Linked DNA regions of Mus musculus: region 1 is linked to region 2. A link is a contact called in public promoter capture Hi-C data. All regions are on one chromosome and are shown on one strand. Each heading gives the region's core, a stretch centred on a gene start, on an enhancer-like site or on the middle of the called end of the contact. The rest is flanking DNA. Distances are from core to core; before and after follow the strand shown.

The links. Promoter capture Hi-C pulls out the DNA fragments that hold promoters and counts their contacts.
Region 1: a promoter capture Hi-C map of the HPC-7 cell line shows a contact between it and region 2. The contact joins two enhancer-like sites. A contact is called at or near these places in 10 of 39 promoter capture datasets (the 3T3-L1 cell line, the C10 cell line, the HPC-7 cell line and 5 more), 2 of 15 datasets of contacts at CTCF or cohesin (CD8 T cells and large pre-B cells), 26 of 484 Hi-C or Micro-C datasets (B cells, the CH12 cell line, ECoMG-derived neutrophils and 16 more), 6 of 115 datasets of contacts at active chromatin or transcription factors (the HPC-7 cell line, T-cell acute lymphoblastic leukemia, double positive thymocytes and 3 more) and 3 of 9 other capture datasets (adipose tissue, embryonic stem cells and liver).

Annotation. Positions count from the first base shown.
Region 1 is chr13:51,812,629-51,815,328 of GRCm38.p6, reverse strand. No RefSeq gene overlaps it. Among named protein-coding and RNA genes, the nearest start is that of Sema4d, 20 kb to the right of the region's middle. Within about 2 kb of position 1,253, at least 75 of the 459 cell types and tissues checked have an H3K27ac peak or open chromatin away from gene starts, as enhancers often do. A contact at or near this core is called in the HPC-7 cell line, where this site is marked.
Region 2 is chr13:51,695,360-51,698,158 of GRCm38.p6, reverse strand. It overlaps a transcript of Sema4d not described here. Among named protein-coding and RNA genes, the nearest start is that of Secisbp2, 45 kb to the right of the region's middle. Within about 2 kb of position 1,473, at least 17 of the 459 cell types and tissues checked have an H3K27ac peak or open chromatin away from gene starts, as enhancers often do. A contact at or near this core is called in the HPC-7 cell line, where this site is marked.

The DNA of each region.
Region 1 (2,700 bases), core at 4-2,503, 120 kb before region 2:
TACACACACACACACACACGTAAAATTTAAAATATTTCCTTTTCAAAAGAAATAAATGAGAGAGGCTGAGGAGATGGCTCAGTTGTTAACGTGCCTGCTGCTCAAGTATGAATATCAAGGTTTAGACACCCCCACCCCCCAGAACTCTCATAAATGTCGAGTGGACATGGTGGCCCACCTGAAATTCTGACCCCAGAACGAGGAGACAGGAGACCCCAGAATAAGCTGGCTAGTAAGACTAGCCGTATCAGTGAACACTGGGCTTGATTGAGAAACCTGTCTCAAAGAATAAGATGAATGACTGATGGGAGGTGACTGCTGACATCCCCTTGGTCCTCCGTACGTGCACATACTGAGAGAACCTAAGGGGGAAATCCAGATTCAGTTGGCTTAGAGAGGGCGCGCTTTACAGGTAGATCCAGAGCGATAAAGTATAGATGGGTGCTGTTGGAAAGCCCCAGTCAAGTCATTTCCAAGGCTGACTCCATCCTCTGGGGCAATGTCTCAGTTTCTTCTTCACAGGCTGTGGAGATTTCTCATTAAGCCCAGGCTGCCTTTCACAGATGATGTATTACAAGCCCTGATAACATCAGCTCTGTCTCTCACATAGCGACCTGCCACACAGCAGCATTTTCCCCCATTTACTGGGGAAAAAATAGACTCCAGGTGTGACTGTCTCCACTCCACAGCAGGGGCTGTTGTGGCCAAGAGACCCTCTCCACTCCCATCGTGACATCAGTCAGTCTGTCATCCCCATAACAAAACACCTGAGAAATAAAGGTGCATTTGTGTGCACATCTTTGGATATTCTGTTCCAGGATCAATAGACACCACTGCTTAGGCCTGAGGTAGGCATCGGGTCACATGATAGACACGCAATATACAGAAAAGCTGCTCACCTCAAGGCCTGGAAGCAATGAGGAAGTGAGAGACGGGGCACCTCAATCCCTTTTGAGGGTATATATACCCCCAGTGGGCCTGGAGACTTCCCACTTGGCTCTCCTCTTAAAGGTTCTACCATGGGGAAATTTCTACTACCCTGTCAAACATGCCTTTAACCCATGAGCCTTCAACACATGGGAAGACACTTGTGCAAATAACAGCAATAGCTTTCTCAAATCCACCCTCTGAGGACCCTGCCACAAGCACATCAATTGGAAAGAAGCCAGGCTGGGGCATGCCCTGCCTCAGACCGCATCCTGTCATTACTGTTTTGACAGTTGTCATGGCAACTGGGAGATTAACGTATATTTCCACCTTCTGAGCAGCAGCAAAGCTTCCTGCCAACTTGTCAGGCTGGGTAGTTGGGGGACAGACTCCAGGATGCTGATGACACAGAGTCTGTAGCCTTAAGAGAAATGGGGCTACCTCCAACTCTGGAGAAAGGGCAAGGTTGTCTTGCCCTGTGGGGTTCCTGAGGATGAAGGTCAGATGAAATCCACTAGGAAATGAACGAGGAACAGTGCTCAGGACACACATGGATGGCCCTGGGCGAGTGTCCATGCTGGGAATACTAGGCGTGATGCAGTAATTAGCCCAACCACAGTGTGACTCTACTCCACCCACATGCATGTGATGAGAGACAGAGTCACCTCCTGGGGGTAATAAAGCTACTCTGGTCTGACCAGACCACTGCCTAAGTGGTCCTCTTAGGGGGAAAAACTATAGTCCAGAGATGAACTAGGCTAAGCTTGGCTCTGTGCAGTCGGCCTTTGTATCCCTGGTGGGAAGAGGGGGTTCTTTCTGTACATACTAAAGCTCTTTATATAAAACAGCATGAAGTTTACATAGAGCTTACGCAGCCCCTCCTGTGTACTTTAAATCATCTCTCAGCTACTTCCAACACCAATGAACATTGCTATGTGCATAGGTCTCTGACTTCATTATTTAGGGAACCATGGAAGACTTGGCACATGCTCAGTGTAGACACCTAGGTGTAGTGCAGACTGAACATGCAGAACAAGATCTTCAGGGGTTGAATCTGGAAATTACAGTCTGTGTATACAGAGGGCCACCCATCCATCTATGGCAGCCTTTCTCAGCCTGGCAGTCGACGCAGCCTGGACTCCTGGAGGGCTCCCAGTCACCGTCTGAGATGGCCCAGGGTCTCTCAGAACTATTCTTTATCATGAGACCTCCTGGCCCAATCCTGTCCTCTGCAGAAGAAAGTTGTTAAGAATCATCTGCCACAGGGAATTATTTTCTCTTTTGTTGTTGCTCTTTTGGCTTTCTGAGACAGCTGCTTACTCTGTAGCTTTGGCTGGCTCAGAGCTCATGGTGTAGATTAGGCTAGCCTGAAAATTGAGGCCGTCCTGTTTTGGCCTCCCAAGTGTTGGGATGCAGGCGTACATCACTGTGCCAGACCTACAGGAAGTTTTGTCTTATTGGTTTAATTTTTCTTCCATGTGCATATATGTCTTAGTTAGCATCCACTGTCACTTGGACACATCTAAGAAAGATGTCTTCGTTGAGGGATCGATCAGATCAGATAGGCCTGTGGGCACAACCGGGGGATGAGGGCAGGGATTGTCTTGATTGTTTATTGATGCAGGAGGATCCAGCATACTGTGTGTGGTGTCATCCTTTATATGCATGGTCCTGAATTAACAAGAAAGCCAAACGAGTGTAAGCCAGCAAAAGCGCCAGCGAGTAAGAGGCTCTCCATAGCTCTGCTGTACTTCTTAGGTGTGATGTGAGTCG
Region 2 (2,799 bases), core at 224-2,723:
GCATGTGTCCTGGTGTCCGCTCTGGCTCTGCTGGTGACTCTGAGCTATCTTGGGGGAGCCTCACCCCTCTAGAGGGTTGATTAGAGGTCAGATAGACAGCAAGGCTTGTACTCAGGACTATTCTGCCCACTCCTGCTTCCACCCAGGACCTCCATGTCCTCTGGATTGGATGAGTGTTTTCCCAGTGTATGAGGCAATTCAGACGCCCTGTTCTGCATACCCAAGTGAGATGACCAGGGAAGACATGAAAGCTGCCCCAAGCATGGCTGTGGGGAAGGTCAGGCTGCCTACAGCCTAGAGCTTGCAGGAACTCCCGTTTAGTTCCAGGAAAGGCAGCAGGATCCGGCACTGACTTTTCCTCCAGTCTTTGTGCCCGGGTCTGCAGCCCAGCACTGAGGTCCGGCCATACCCAGCCAGGTGGGTGGAGGGCTGGAGCCGCTGCACTGTCTGACCTTACACTGCAGTTGCTTCCCCGTGTGCTGATATCACTGGGAGGTGCATGTTTATTCTGTCCTGCTGCCAGCTGCCAAAGGTTGGCATATGTACAGCACATGCCATGCCAACACACACCACACTGTGACATACACTACACCACACCACACATACCACATATACCAGGCACCACACATAACTCCCACCACATACTCTCCACACATAGCCCCCAACACCACACATATAATTACCCACTGCACACACAACACATTTATCCCACATTTCACATAACCCCCAGTACCACATGCCACACGTACCACATCTTACATGCCACACACCATGCACCACATATCACACCATACATGCTTCCTTTGTGTACCACATATATAACATCACACATACCACATACACACTCCATACCATATATCATGCTACACATACATGTACACACTACGTACTCAGTCCATAAACACTGCACACATCACACAAACCCCATGTGTAGCACACAGCCACACCACCACCACATCTCACCTATACCAAATACCTACATCACAAGTCACCCACACTACAAATTGCCCACACCGTAAAAGTACCACCCAATGCCATGTGCGCACAAACCCTACAAACTTAAGACACTTACCTCAGGTGCTTTACGAACAGCATAAGCAAATTGCTTTTACCAAGCGGGGTTCCTAAGCAAGCACCTGTACATTTTTGGGTCCCCTCATTTAGTCCCTGTTTGGGGTATGGATTCGGGGGGCCCTAAGAGAGCTGAGGAATTGGGGTAGTGGGGACAATGAAAGCTGCTTCCTTTCCGGGCCTCCTGGGTTCTGGGCAGCTTCAGGATCTGGGCTCAAAGAAACTTTTGGGGCTCCTTTCTCCTAATGGGGGCCTCTGTGGTGGCCAGGTGGGTGGGGCTGGGAAAAGGGAGTCCCTGGTACCTCCCTTTCTCAAGGAGGGCAGGGGCACACCAGAAAGTGGTTTCCCATATCCATGACCTTTAAGAGTGTCCTCAACCATTGGGGCACTTCCTCATTCTGGTTCTTCAGGGGGTGGGTGTGTTAAAGATCACATGACCCTTATAGTGAGATGCAGAACTGGGTGGGGTGTGCCTAGGGTTCCTGCTGCTCCAATTTAGGAATCCATCATAAATGCAGACAATGATGTCTTGAGAGCATCAGCCTCATCCTTGAGCAGTATCTTTAGTCCCCCCAGAGTCCAGAGCCCAGCTCCCTCATTCCCAGGGCCTGTTTCAGTTCACAGTCCTAAGAAGCCACTGATGGCTACATCGTCATCTCTCAAGACTTCCAGGTGCAGTCCCGATTACCTGCATGATGAGGTGCCTGGGGGCAGAGACAGAGAAAGGGCCTCAAGCTTAGCCTCCCCTCACAGGTAACAGACATGCTTGTACTTGGTCTAAATTCCAGGCTGGCCAGGGCCAAATAAGATGCCATCTGAACTAGCAGCTGTCTGGACTAATGGCATGTGACTGATGGGGGAACTCATGAAATCTGAGGCTACGGTATGAGAGAAGTTTCTAGAAGTTGAGGGAAGCTTTGAAAGAGCCCTTGTGGCCAGAGTGCAGACTTGTGGGGACTGTGCAGCCCATGGGGATAGGTGGGTCAGAATCCTTCCCAGGAGGCTTAGTAGTCACTAACTTGATGTCAGGAAGAGCCCAGCCCGTGTGCATGACTAAATACCTGACAAAAGCGAGTCAAGGGGAGGTTTTAATTATGGTTCACAGTCTGAGTCTATGAGGAATGCAGCAGGGGCATGCACCTATAGTCAGGAAGCAGTGTTGCTCAGTTTGTGTTTCAACATCCCCTCCTCTGGGGGCATCACTGTGTAGCCTTGGCTGGCCTGGAATTTTCTAGACTACCACGTCTTCCAGTTCCCAGAAATCCTCCTGACTCTGCTTCCTGAATGCTAGGATTAACGGTGTGTGCCAGCCACCATGGCCAACCTCACAGGCATGCCTAGAGGCACATCTCCTAGGTGATTTTAGAGTGTCTTGAGCTGACAATATCTACCATCACATGAAGGTATTTGAGGCAGGTGGCACAAGACAGAAACAACTGTTAGCTTCAGTGAACCCCTAGCTAGGACATGGGTGAAAGAACTCTGGGAAACCTGTGGATGGGACGTGCCTGGGCAACTGTGATGCATAGGTCCAGTTCTGGGTCCGCCACCCAGTGCCAGATGGCACAGTACTGAGGGGGTGGCACCGTCCACTGCTTTTAATGCTCCTTCTCCCTCTCTTTGATTTCTGCACTCAGAAGGAATTGGATAGTTAAAGAACCAACAGAGAGTAAGTACCTCTTCACCTCTCTCATGTTTTACAGTGATGCCACATTTAAGTTTACAGGT